Regions from separate parts of the Rattus norvegicus genome. Here region 2 is linked to region 1. Evidence: chromatin contacts called from public Hi-C data. All regions are on one chromosome and are shown on one strand. The core of a region is the stretch at or near the end of the contact, and the rest is flanking DNA. Distances in the headings are between cores, read along the strand shown. Region 1 holds the start of Capza1 (capping actin protein of muscle Z-line subunit alpha 1). Region 2 has its middle 4.6 kb from the start of Wnt2b.

Region 1 (6,494 bases), core at 906-3,405:
TTAGGGTTGGGGTCATTCTTGGCTGTATAGTGAGTTAGAGGTTTACATGAGCCACATAAGACACAGTCTCAAGAAATAGAATAAAGTTTCACTCTAACTTAATGTTATGTGAACCAAAAGTATTTGTTTTATAATAAACGTTGTCATAGTTTTCTTTGTGTGAGTTTTGATTTCTTAGGTCTTTAATATTTATAATACTCAATGTTCAAATAAGAGAAACCAATACTAAAGTGTTATTTGGTGGCTTTTTAGTTTTTGTCCTACTAACAATGAAGTTCAAACACAGGATGTTGCACATGTTAAGTACTCTAGTAACAAACTGCCATCCTGGTCCCTGTTAAGTGTTTATAAAGGTGCTAAGCACCCTTTTCAGCATTTAAAGACAGTGGCTCATTCTTACACAGGTATATATTAAGTTATTCTTTTTGAAGAAGTGATCAAAAATAATCTGTTCCCCCCCCAACAATCGGTTGGACCCCCCCAGTGCAGGGGAATGGGGGGGGGCGGTAAGGGGGATGGATGGGGGGAACACCCGTATGGGGGGTGGATGGGAGGTAATGGGGGCTTATGGACAGGAAACTGGGAAAGGGAATAACATTTGAAATGTAAGTAAAGAAATACATCTAATAAAAAACAAACAAAACAAAACAACAAAAAAGAACCCAGGCAGATTTTATAGAACACCGGAGGGCACATACTTTGCTAACAGGCACTGCAGGAAACAAAAGACACATTCTTGTCCCATAAGTAGTTATCTAGTGAAACCATTTTAACTTCTAGCCACCCTAAGATTCTGTGTTTATGGAAGAACCTGGCACTTCTTTCCTTTTTGAACAAACTGTTTAGCAAATATATGTGGTTGTCAGGAAAAGTTATCCTATCAAATTTGGGATACACCCTTGTATTTAAAACACCTTTAAAGATCTAGGCACACAAACGACATTCTGACAACCCCAGCTATAAAGCACTACAGTTGGTCATCAAAAAAGGGTTGGGTGTTTCATCCAAACTGAATGTGTTAAATGTGAGGTTTATTTGCTACATAACCTTTCTGGAGTTGAAACAAGTCTGTTGCCTACTTCTCACGGTTTAACCGGAAGTAAAAAAAACTACTTTGAAAAAAAATTATAGTTAAAACAGAAGAGTCGGAGTCACCTTGGGGCTAAACGTGCACACAAGAGAGCATAAGCAGAATAAAGGTGTTCGTCAAATTCTTAAGCAAATCCCTTGAGGTTTACTGATTTATTTTTATCCAATTAGTTTAGTCGTCAGTAGTTAAGAAAAGATGAGGGTGTGTAGGTTAGGTGGACAGGCAACACCAGAGGACCTCTCCCTGACAAGGAGTCCTGACAGCAAAATCACTTCCTGAGGAAGGAGGAGCAAAAGGGAAGTTAAGGAGGCCACTCTGATCAGGAAGTGACTCGTTCTAAACTAACCCCAATCATACCTATAAATGGGGGGATGGGGTGAGCCCCAACAGCCAAAGGCGGTAAAATAACTGCTGCCTGACACGTCCCGACATCACATTCTCCTCCTCTCTTACACAGTAAAGAGTCTACAGTTAAGTCAATCAGACAAAGTGTCTCCTCTTTTGAAGGAAGGTTGTGTTCGGTCCGGAATGAAAAGAAGAGTTGAGGAATGGGGGACTGGGGCCACCGTGAGGCAAACGAAATCTCCTTTAAGGAAGGAAGCGTCCCGGATGCAGAGGGAATATGCTAGCACCGGGAAACAACCTTCTTTTTCCAGGGGTCACCACCAGGTTTCCCACTGCTGCCGGCTCGGACCCCTGGGCCTCGTCGGGGGAGGAAGTAAAAGAGGCGGACCCCTTACCTTCTCCTCATCCGACACCCGATCCTCGAAGTCGGCCATCTTGGCTGCTCTGGCCCAGCCCGGCGGGCCGGCGCGAGGCAAGCCGGGAAGGAAGCTGAGTGGTGGAATCACCGAGGGGGCCGTCAGAAGGACCCGCCCGGAAGCTCCGGCCAAGAGGGCGCCATGTCAGTTCCGCGCGGGCGTGACAGCTTAGGGTGGGAGCGCTCTAGGAAGTCGACTTTCCCCTCAGGGTTTTGCAGTCTTAACATCTTTCTCACTGGGTTTCAGTCACTTTCCCATTCGTCCTGGAATGCTTGGTGGCGTGTCTCGACTGTCCATGGCGCCTGGGCTCCCTCTGGTCAAGTAGCAGTTGCTACACCTAGAAGTTTTCCTGATCCCGTTGGTCTCGTAGGCCGCCGAGTCCAGTGCACTAAGAGCTGCTCGGCTCTAGGAGACATCAGTACTTTTCCAACGCCGGCACAGGGCGAAAGGTGACCCCCAACCACGTACGGAACCAAAACCACTTCTCTCCAGCGCCACATTGAGTCCGTTTCCTGCAGAATAAGTGCCACCATCGGATCCTTCCCCGCCCTCCTAGAGGACTAGGTAGCCCCAGAGTAGGCCACCTTCCAGGCGTTCCGCCACCTTCCAGACCTCCGTCCAATTCCCCAGGACTCAGCCTAGACAGAGGCCAGCTTCAAGTCCGCCACTATCCCAGGATTCCCAACTCCGGGTTTCCGGCCCTTCTCCCCTCCCAGGTCCCGGCGCCTGCCGGAGACGCAAGATGGCGGACGGAGACTACTTCGCGGAAGCCGCGCGGGCTGTGGGGTGTCCCCATGCACCTGTTCCCGGCTTGGGCCTGGGCCCGCCGCTGGGCTGGAAAGAGCGGCTGAAGGCCGGGCTGGCGAACTCTGGGTCCACGCTGTGGTTCCTGGCGGGGCTGGGGCTGCTTTACGCTCTGAGGGTCCCGCTGAGGCTGTGTGACAACGTGACAGCGGGTGAGAGGCCCAAACCTCCTGGACAGTCGGGGACAAGCACCAAAGATCAGAGATTCTCAGGGAGTCATGGAGGGCTTTGCAGAAGGAAATTGGTGTTGCATGCTCCAGTGGGTTTATTTTTTCTTTTGGGCCACAGCAACCCGGCAGCTAATTGTTAAACCTGTGCTGCAGTTTACCGGCCCCTCCCTAGAGCTCTGAAGGTTCGCCCTCTCTGTTCTGCCTACGTTACCACCGGAAAAGCTACCTGTCAAGCTGCAAGCTTCAGGTAGTAAGGCAGAAGAGAGCATTCCCAGATAGGTACACACAATGTATATACATTCTTATTGCTTGCAGGGCTCTTTGAAAAACCGTACCATTGAGTCTCCAGCTGCTGAACTTAACCTACACCAGAAACCTAAGATAAGCATATCTGTAATACAAGATAGAAAATGCTATGATTTTAGTGGATCATACTTTTATTGTAAGACGGTTCAATTAAGAAACGTTTTTCGTAATATTTTTATCCTTCAGACTTTGTTATGAGTAATAAGATAGTACAGGAAAGAGAGAGAGGAGAGAGAAGCACTGACAACAGTGAGGTTGTTTAGTATTTTCCTTCCGCAGTTGTACAGTGTCACGGGGCCTGGGCTAAAGATAAAATTTGTAAACAGTGTTGATCCATGCAGATTCTGCAAATGCTATTCCTTAGCCATAGGCAGGATGAAAAGATGGGGTCCTGGACCTTTTGTGGTGTTATTGCAGAATTTATTTCTGCAGCCTCAGAAGGTGGAAATATTTCTATTAGAGAGTCCCATGAGATGACATGAAAGACCATAGGATAGTGCTCTAAAATGCTTTGGGTATTTTAGAGGACAGGCACCACATACGGTCTAATTTATCTGTAATAGTTTCATGACGTAATTTGTGTGCTCATTAAAATGCTGTTCATTGAGTTGTTCATTTATTTTTCTACTGTTGTTGTCTTGAGGCCAGGATATAACCAAGACTGACCTTGAATACCTGATCCCTTGAGCCACTTCTTAAGTGGCGGATTTAGAGACATATACTAGCTAGCCTGGCTTTAATTCTTTGTTTAATGTATGTAGCTGTCTTCAGACACACCAGAAGAGGGCATCAGATCCTATTACAGATGATTGTGAGCCACCATGTGGTTACTGGGAATTGAACTCAGGACCTCTGGAAGAGCAGTCAGTGCTCCTAATCTCTGAGCCATCTCTCCAGCCTGTAGCCTGCCTTAAAAATTGTTTTTATACACGTCCCTCTTTATAGTCCAGGATCTCCTCAAGCTGGAGACCTTCCTGCCTTGGCCTCCAGAATGTTAGTATTGCAGGTTTGAACTGTCAAGCCTGCTAACTTTGGTTTATCGCCTGTGTTTTGACTACATGTACCCTTCAGATGAAAGCAGTTGACTATTGCAGATTTTTGTTTCTTTTAAAACTCAAAATTGGGGCTGTGGATGTAGCTCAGTTGATAGAGTGCTTCCCTGGCATACAGGAAGCCATGGGTTTCAATCCATTGCACCCATAAACCAGGAATGCTAATACACACTTGTGATCCCAGGACTGGGGAGATAGATACAGATACAGTTAGATGCAGTTGTATTTTACCAATACAGGTAGATACAGTTGTTCAAGGCCATCCTCAGATCCACAGTAAGTTTGAGACCAGCCTGGACTGTGTTAGACCATGTTGTGAAAGTGCATTTAGCTTTTTATCCTTATATATTTGCTGATTATATTTTAGATTTTCAGAGAAGCAGACTAAATTATCTCACTGTGACTTGATTTTCTTTCTTTGACCTAAATATGGATCCTAGGGCCTTATATACACTCATTTTGATTTGCTTCTTATTTAAGTAAAGAACAGTATAAAACCCCACTTTTATATACACGAGAAGATTCTTAAGATATGAAACAATGGGGACTAAAAGTCACTTTTGTTTTAATAACTTTTTCAAGTGAATTTCACATTAGGTATTAATGTAGACAGTTACTGACTTAGGGCAGTCAGCTCAGAATTTTTGAGCTTTGTAATAGGAAAAGCTGCCTGCATTCAGTAGAACATTTGGATTTTGATCTTCTCCCAAGCTAGCATCATGATCGCTACGTTACTGGGCAGCAACAGTAAACCGCTGCCTCCCATTTTGCACATTCATACAAAATGGAGCGTAAACAACCAGTGCGGTCCACAGCATTATGTTGCTAAGTAACGGCAGCTGGAAGATTAGAGATGCAGCCTACATTTTTTACTTGCAGTATTTTCAATCTATAGGCTTATTTGAACATAACCTCATCAGAGGCCAAGCTTCTTTACTGCTCACCTCCATCCATTTATGCAGGTAAACGTACTTGCATAATTGCAATGTACTTCAAGTTTGTACTTTGTAAAAACTCTAATGTTTTCTCTTTTTAACAGTGACAGGATTTTTAAGTTCACTGACACCCAAGTTTTATGTGGCACTTACAGGGACATCTTCTTTGATATCTGGACTAATATTTGTAAGTAGTTTCTATTTTCTTCACCCCTATTTTGAAGATTGTTTATGTATTTTAAAGTTTGTTTACGTATTTATCAATCTATAAGTATTTGTTAGGAGTTCCAGAATGTGTTTGATAGTTGGGAAAAGTTACCTAGAGAAGCAAGTTTGAGACAAAAACCATGTTTCCTTATTGTCTTTTAGAGAGAGTGGTAGTGTTAATTACATGTTAGGTTTCTTTGTGAGATAGGGTCTCATAATGTAGTCTAAGCTGGCCTTGAACCCAAACTGGCTCTTTTGCCTCTACCTCCTGAGTGCTGGAATTACAGGGGGGAGTTACCATGTTGGACTTCATTTATTATGTATTAAAAACTTGTACACAGAATGGCAGATGGCTCAGCAGGTGTAGGTGCTTGCTGCTAAGCCTGACTGATGACTTGAGTTTAATCTCTTGGACATATGGTGGAAAGAGAGAGAACCAACTCCTATAAGTCCTCTGATTGCAACTCCTATATGCCTGCGTACTCATAAACACATAAATGTAATGATTAGAAACAAAAAACCAGAATACCCTGAATACTCTAATCAGGGTAAGGTTGGTTGAGATGGATCAGAAGTTTAATGACCAAAGGGCTTATACTATTATTTCAAAGTGAATGAGGGACCGGGGAGATGGCTCAGTCGTCTTAGACTTGCAATGTAAACATGAAGACCTGGGTTCAGATTGCTAGTGCTCACATAAAGGGTTAGGAATGCTTGCATGCCTGGGAGCTAGAGACAAGAGTGTCCCTGGGGTTTGCTGGCCTGCTAAACCAGACAAATGAATGAGCTCCAGGTTTAGTGAAAGCAAGGTAGAAAGTAACTGAAGAGAACCTATTACACATGCACACATATATAAACATCAATCCTTCACATGGAGACTAATGAAATGGGTTATTCTATAACTACTGTTATCAAATTTTTCCATTTTCCAAATAGTTTCAAGAGAATTTGCATGTACAGAATTTATCTACTTTAGAAACAAGATCTCTTGTAAGCTTGAACTTATTCTGTAGTCCAGGAGGTCTTAGCTGCCTGGTCCTCTTCCTTTTACTATACAAGTATACCCCATCATATCCAGTTTATGCAGTGCTGAGACAGAAACTTAGGGTCTGTGTATATTAGGTAAACACTTATAACATTGGGCAGACTATAATTTATGTCTGGAATTT
Region 2 (7,493 bases), core at 4,543-7,042, 110 kb after region 1:
TTCTCCCACCCACTGCACTGACACCATTCTCTGGTCCCGCCTGTCGTTAAGACTCTTGCCCACCTTGATGCTTTCCCCAGATCAGGGCAGTGCAGCTGCCCGAAAGACACACCTGCGGGCGACACGCAGCCGCCTGCCGGTGCCCTGACCGCTGGCCAGGGCTCGGGAGAGCTCGGTCTCTCCCAGTATCTCCGTCCCCCACCCCCTCGGGCGGAGCTGCGACTAGGAAAGAATCAGAAACAGCTGGGCTGCTTTCCCGCACCAGAGGCCGGTGGTGGGGGTCCTGTGGAGAGGGTAGAAGCACTGGTGCCTTTTCTCCCCCCTCCCTCTCCACACTTCTTCCTCTCCACCGGTTCTTCCAAAGTCCCGCAGAGTCGGGGGAGGGGGCTAGTTGGGAAGAGGTGGAGAGGTGATGTGGGCTGGAAGGATACCTTGCTCCCTTTTTTATGCTCCCCTTGCTCCCAACCCACAACGGGCTCGCACTTCCCTATGTGAAGTAGAAGCCCCGCGGGGGCAGAATGAACCTTACTGAAACATAAAAATTCTTTAAAACCCGGAGTCTTCCAACAGGAGATCTACTCTGAGGTCTGGCCTAACTCCTTCAGCCTCAGTTTCTCCTGCCTAGCCTCCCATTCCCCGGTGTCTTTCATGCCTCCTCTTGTGATTTTATCTAAACTATATAAAGTCCTCATGTAAACATCATGCTGGTGACTGCCCACCCACCTTAACCCCAAACTCACTGTCAGTCCGTGTTTGGTGGGGGCGTTAGAGATGCCAGAGTGTGAAGGACAGGGTGCAGCTGGCTGCAGACATCTCAGAGACAGAGAAGAGAGAAAAGTTCAGAGGGCCGTTCATCCTCTCTCCCCACAACTCAGTTCCCTGCCTGCAGTTTCCGTGGTAAGAGGCAAAGTGGATGTGTCAATTCCACAAATATTTTCTTTCATCTGATAGGGTTGTGCTGGCCTCCGAAAACACACACACACACACACACACACACACACACACACACACACACACACACATATACACACACACCAAAAAAGCATTTCTGCCTTCGTGGAGCCTACACTTTATTGAGCAAGATAGATAATAAACCTTAGAAGTGAACCAGTGGAATGTTACAAAGTGATAAGTGCAGAGAGCTGGGGGGCTGAGGGCGATCAGGCAGGGTAAGGGGGCCTCATCAACAGTGATAATGAAGAGAGGGTATGAGGAGGCAGGAAATAAGCTGGGCAGCTTGTGGTGTAGAGCACTGTGAGGGGCAGAGTCAGTAGACACCCCCTAGACAGGAGTGAGGTGGTGGACAGGGACCATCAAAGGGGTAGGTTAAATGGAGCAGAGTGCCCTAGGGAGGAGGAGAGCTCAGATAAATGAATGGAGTGTGATCTAAGGTGAGGAGGAGAGAAGGTGCCCATCATCATTGGTGGGGCTGGGCTGGCTTTGGATGAGAAAAGGGAAGGGGTGAATACTGGGAGCGAGCAGAACCAGCAGTTTTCCATGTCACCCACCCCCGCCCCCATTCCTGCAGTCTGGTAGACTTCTAGCTGGCCTGCTAAGCGTTTGGTACAGAACAGGCTCTAGCCAGTTCCCCTGTGGTGGTCAGGTAAGAGGCTGTAAGTTAGGCTTTCCTGGCTGAAGCCCTCTCCTTGGACTACTCTTACCTCCTCCCAACCCAGCTCCACCCCTTTGCAGGGCCTAAGTCTTCCAGCTTGGATGCTGTCCCCAGACTCCCCCATGTGTTTAGACCTGGGTGTGACTCTGGCCCTGTGTTTATTTGTACACATGAGCCTGGGGTTGTGGGATGGGAGCTGGAGATGATCACATCTGATTTGGGTGGACTCACCCACGTGGGCCCCAGATTCACATCTGAGGCCCCTCTTTGGCTTCAACTATCACCATAGCTGAGTGGGACCGTGTCTTGGCACAACACAGATGCTCAACTATTGAAGTATATTTCTGATATAAGCCCCCACCCCTAAAACGTCAGCAGCTCCAAGAAGGGAGGGGATTGAGGAGACAAGATCCCTCACAGCTTACAGGCTACCCCTGGCCTAGAGTAGGGAACCCAGGAAGAGACTTTGTTCCTTCTCCCCCCCTCTACTCAGTCCCCAGATCCCGGGCTGCAGGAGCCAGCTGACTGCAAGAGCACTCAACCACTTAACTAGAGAACAATTATGGAGCCAGAGAAGAGGTTTTCTGGGATCTGCCACTTTGGAGCTTCAAATCTCAAAATAAACTTCCAGCCTCAAAGTCCTAGACACTACTGGAGAGCTCAGCTCCTCACGCAAGAGCCTGCTGTGGGGCTTCCAGAACCAGGGTCAATCCTGGTGGCTGTGCCTTGCTCCTCTAGCTTATGCCCCAGCCCCCCACTGCCTGAGTTATGGGAGCCTGCAGGAGAAGCCTCTGATTCGAGAGTCTGACACCGGTCTGGAGGTCAAGTCATACTTAGTGAGTACCTGCTATGTGCCTGCCACTGACAAGAGCATCCGAATGGACACAGGCGGAGAAGGCCTTAAGGTGATGTCTAACCTCTGGGTTCAAGGCTGTATGCGGCAGATAGAATAAGCATTAATAGAGACCCAAGGAATCTCAGGCTGTCCCCCTTCCCACCCCACCCCTTCACCACACAGACACACACACAGACACAGACACAGACACACACACACACACGCACGCACACTGCCAAATGTCCTTCTGCAGACAGCTTCCAGATCAGCTCTCAGTGGCACCGTAATCTCTTGCCCTTTTCAAAGTGGGCATAAAAAGGAGATTCCACGCTCAGATTCCATAGCTCACTTTGTGCTCTGCTGTCCACCGAGGCCTTTTAGGGTTCAGGTCCCCCTATACATTGGGCTCAGCTTTGTACGCTGAGTGGCTTTAGATTGTTCCTGGCCTTTGGATGGGCGTGGAGATGAGTTAAGGGAAGCTGATGTGTGTAAACAGCCCTGGCTCCACCCTGGCCTATCCTCCAAAAAGCCCCCTTTCCTTGGGCCCTAGTTGGCGATGACCTTCTCTTTCCTGGTGGGTGGGAGGTGGTGGGGATGGTAATGAGCAGAGAGAGAAAGGCCAAGAAGGGGCTGGGGGGGGGTTGTTGGATGGAAGTCAAGGAATTCCTGAGCTTGCTGCATACACGAGGGGCCCCCCGGATGCCTTTCCTGGGATTTCTTTGCAGACTAAGGCAGGTCTCTTTTGAATTAGGGCCAGGTTCACACCATGCCTGATGCCCCACCTCCTGCCCTGCTATCCACCCCAGGTATCTGGGGACTGAGGAGAACCCAAAGATTTTAAAGGAGAGTGCAGTGGGGCTGTTGGCTTGTTACACAGCCTAGCTGGCCTCTGCTTGGTATTTATGAGGTTTCAGGCGAGGTGAGGAACTGTCTGTAAGAGGCTAGGCCAATCAGGCTTGGGGTGTGGGAGGGGCACAGGAGAAAGGAACATCCAGCCAAAGCAGGGGGCTTGATGGCACAGCATCCCTTTCCTCCCAGTTAGTAAGTGGCTAGACAGCAACCTTCCCCAGAGGACCAAGAAGGAAGGAAGGACATCAAGGAAGAAGGACACCAGGAAGGGAAGACAAGGGAGATGGGAACTTTGGGGTGGTCTGAGCCTTTTAGCACTTGAGCTATAAGGAGACTAGAGCCAGGCAGTGGACAGGCTGAGTGCCATCTTGGGCAAGTGGCCCAGGCTGTGCTACTGGGATCCTGGGTGGTCACTGGCCAGCCTCTCCTCAAAGAAAGGTTCTGCCTTTGCCCCAATGTGACTGAATCCTGTAGGCTAAGCACTGAGCTCTCTTTCTTGCCTGCTGCTTGCTCTGGGTCCCAAACTGATCTGGATGTTAGAGTGCCCCCAGTGAGCCCAAATCCTGACTTTACCCCCTTTCACATGGCCTTTCTCCCCATCTCTCCTCTGGGGTACTATTTTCTTAAGCTCGTGACTATGTGTCTAGTCCTAGTCCACGGTCTAGGTTTGCTTCCTGTCTCCCTTGTCTGCCTTTTCTTACTGTCCAGATATTTGTCTGTCCCTCTTTCTCAATTCTGTCACTTGGCCTCTCCTGGTTGGCCTCTGTCTGTCTGTGTCTGTCTCCCTATCCCTCTGTCGTCCCCCCGCCCCCCGAGAGAGGGGGTGGAGGCACAACTGTGATCCATATCCTTTTTTTCTTTTCTCTCTCTCCACCATTGGTTTCTCTGTGTCTTTTAAAAAGACTAACCAAACAAGCAAAACTATCTTTGTGGCTTTCTGAATCTCTCTGGTACCTGCCTACCTGACTCTCTATGTTCTCTGGTATGTGACTTTAACTGCCCTCAGCTCCAAGAGCCAGAAAAGATTTAAAAAAAAAAAAAAAAAAAAAAAAAGCTTTCTACCTTCAACTCAACGCAGTACTTGGGCATTATTTACAATACTGTAAGTCACTTTCCCACGTTGGGCCTCAGTTTCCCCACTGGAAAGTGAATGGAGAGCTAGTTTCTGCTGGGGAAGGTCCTCTGTCTTTCTCTTCTTTCTTTAGCATGGGCCATTCTGTTATGCCCCAAGGCCTCTGTCTCTCTGTTTCCTAAATCTGACCCTGAAGCCTGGACTCTAGCGTCTTAGGGACGCCTGTGGGGTGAGGTCTCTGTTAGTGTCAGCCAGCAAGGCCCTCAAAGCAAGATTCGACACTACTCCACTCCTTAAACATCAGTAGACAGGGTCCTTTCTGGGGCCATGTCTGGGATACAAACCAGATTAGCTCATCTCTCTAATCCTCTTTGTGCTGGAGCCTCTGCCCTGCAGGGACACCCACGGCGCTCCCCGTGTGTGTGTGTGTGTGTGTGTGTGTGTGTGTGTGTGTGTGTGTGTGTGTACACGCGCGTGTATGTGTGTGCGTGCGTGTGCGCGCGCGTGCGTGGGTGTGCGTGCGTGTGTGTGGGTGTTTGTTCTTGGAGAGGCAGGGCACACAAGGTTCTCTCCTCTGGTACCCCCACCTACGAGTAAAGTCCAAGCCAGCAAGCCTCCCTGTGTGAAAAAAAAGTCTGAGGCCTGAGCCAAACTAGCCTCCCACCTCCATTCCAATCTCTTCTGTAGCCTTTCCAGGACTGGATTATACATTTCGGACATCCCCCTGTTCCCGAACAGTCCAGAATCTACCCCTCTTCGACGCATAGCTCACGGCCTAATTGTGTGTACTTTTCGGTCATTTTAGGACTTGGCAATCCCTTCTTGAAAAGCCCAGAACTTGCAGAAGGACATAGGGAACGTGGGGGAGGGGTGGGAGTGGGGGAATGAGGCTGGCCCTCGGCATTACACTCCAAATTGGAAGCCTCCAGCCAGTCCCTGAATTTTCCTTGGAGAGATCTCTCTGGGCTGATAAGATCAAAGCATTCCCTCTGCCAAATCATTACCTTATTTTCGAGGCAATTACAGAACTTATTGTATCAATTAGCCAGGTCTCCAGCTGCAGCTGTTTATCGCTGGCTTTTGGTGCGCTGGCTAAGGGTCTGCCCTGCCGTGAAAGCCCGGAACCAGAGAGAAGGGCGGGGTCGGGGCCGAGAGCGCCCCGCGGCTGTCTGTGGGAATGGGCAGCGGAGGGCGGGAGGGCGCCCAGGGGAGTGGAGCCCGCGGGCCACTCTCGCTGCGATCGCTCTGTTCTGGGCGTCACAACGCGCGGATGTGGCCCAGAGAGACGCCGCAGACCCAGGGGTGAGGCAGGTCGTCGGGGTCGGGCCAGGGTCGGGGTTCCGTGGAGACCCGACTGAGCGAGCCCAGACGCCCAGCCCTCTGCGACGCTCGCGGCCGGCTGGAACGCACCCCTTGCGCAGGGCGCCCCGCCGTGGCGTTTTCTGGAAGGACAGAGGGCCGAGCTTCATTTTGGGGATTCCTGGTTTCAGGGCTGGACACGGAGAAGGGAGATGTTCCCAAGAGTGGAAGAGTGGCGTTCAGGGATTCCACCAGGACCGAATCGCCTTCTTGTAGAACCAAACGCACCTGTAGCCAGGTTGGATAAGGGATCCCTGGACATTCTCAGAATTTTTGCTCTTAGAAACACAAATATTACCGAAGTTTCTCCAGAGAGCTTCTTTTGTTTAGGTGGCTTATAGTCACTCATTGGATTCATACGAACACAGGGACAAATTTATAAAGCTCCTGATGGCCGAGGCGGCCATGAGCAACAAAAATAAAAGCATTTCTGGATAGTAATTCAAAAAATAAAATAAATATCCATGAGTCTGAGTTAATATAAACAAACAACTGAACAAATAAATAAATGGGGAAAGGACAAATCTCCCTCATAGAAAGACTTCCAAGTAACTTATGTAGACACTGCACATTCGATGACACGAAGTATAATTAATCCTTAAGTGTGGGTTGCGCATTCTGACATCTTTCCAACAAATACAACACAGCTATGGAGGATGGAAGGGAAAAAGAATTTTACCACGGGAGAAACTTGACAAATACTTCAGCAGGGCCATCAGGCTCAACATTATTGGAGTCAGGGCGATAGTTTTTGCCCCAGTGACAAAAATAACACTTGAGTCTCTTGTCGTTACAGAGCAACATTTGTTGCCAGAGAGATGGTAAAACGGCCCAGTGAGTTGGGAAGGCAGTTAATGCTATATACTCTTACCATGTGATCAAGTTAGTGCGCTCATTCATTGGGATGGCTACAAAACCCTGCACACTGACGCTGATAGCCAATCTCTCCGTAGCTGACAAGACTGGGGAGCAACTGACATGCCCTTCAGAGATGAATGGATACATGAGCTGTGCGTGTGCGAGAATGGAATGTTTTAGTGATAAAATGAGCTATCAACAGACGTGGAGGAGCTTCCCTTGGATATCACTAGCAGAAAGAAGTGGATTTGAAAGGCTGTGGTTCCAACTGTGCATTCCTGGCAAAAGGCAAAACTATGGAAATGATAGTGTCAGGATTTCCTCCTCTGTGATCTCTTTTGTAATCCTAGTGTCACAAGAAATCATGAGAAAAATATCAGACAAACTCCATCTGAGGAATTTTCTTTCCTTTCTTTCTTCCTTCCTTCCTTTCTTTCTTTCTTTCTTTCTTTCTTTCTTTTTTTAGACAGGTTCTTGCTGTGCAGTCCAGGCTGGCCTTGAACTCTCAACCCTTCTGCCTCAGTCCACCTCATGCTGGGGTCATTGATATGCATCATTACATCCTGCTGAAAATAAATTCCTTTTTTGCTTCTTTTTGTAATATGCTGGGGATGTTATTTCCAGAATGGAGCCTGGAAAATAATGAGGACATTAGGAGGAAATAGAGGAAAGCTGCTGTCGTTGTAAAAATATAAAAATAAAAGAGTCTTTTATCCCACTAGATCCGGCACAGAAGTGCCCCAAGATATCTGCTGGATATCTTAGTCTCAGTCAGCAAAGCCTCTCACCCGCTTTGCTCCATCCCATATCACACTGCCAAAGGCCTCTTTCTGAGCCTGGCAGCAATCTCTCTACCCATCCAGTTCCCAAGGCAGAAACAGACATCCCAACTCTGAGGCATCTCACAC

The links. A called contact is a pair of places that touch in the nucleus more often than the background predicts.
Region 2: a Hi-C map of Schwann cells shows a contact between it and region 1, with 8 times the contacts expected there. The contact joins the enhancer-like site here to the promoter of Capza1 in region 1. A contact is called at or near these places in 4 of 12 Hi-C or Micro-C datasets (the A7r5 cell line, Schwann cells, mammary epithelial cells and 1 more).

Annotation. Positions count from the first base shown.
Region 1 is chr2:195,050,945-195,057,438 of GRCr8, forward strand. Capza1 (capping actin protein of muscle Z-line subunit alpha 1) reads right to left here and starts at 2,156. Exons shown (of 10, transcript NM_001109625.2): 1 at 1,831-2,156. The coding sequence starts at 1,869. It overlaps St7l (suppression of tumorigenicity 7-like), which reads left to right and starts at 1,995. Exons shown (of 14, transcript NM_001007639.1): 1 at 1,995-2,807; 2 at 5,223-5,305. The coding sequence starts at 2,594.
Region 2 is chr2:195,157,774-195,165,266 of GRCr8, forward strand. No RefSeq gene overlaps it. Among named protein-coding and RNA genes, the nearest start is that of Wnt2b, 4.6 kb to the left of the region's middle. Within about 2 kb of position 5,793, at least 22 of the 93 cell types and tissues checked have an H3K27ac peak or open chromatin away from gene starts, as enhancers often do. A contact at or near this core is called in the A7r5 cell line and Schwann cells, where this site is marked.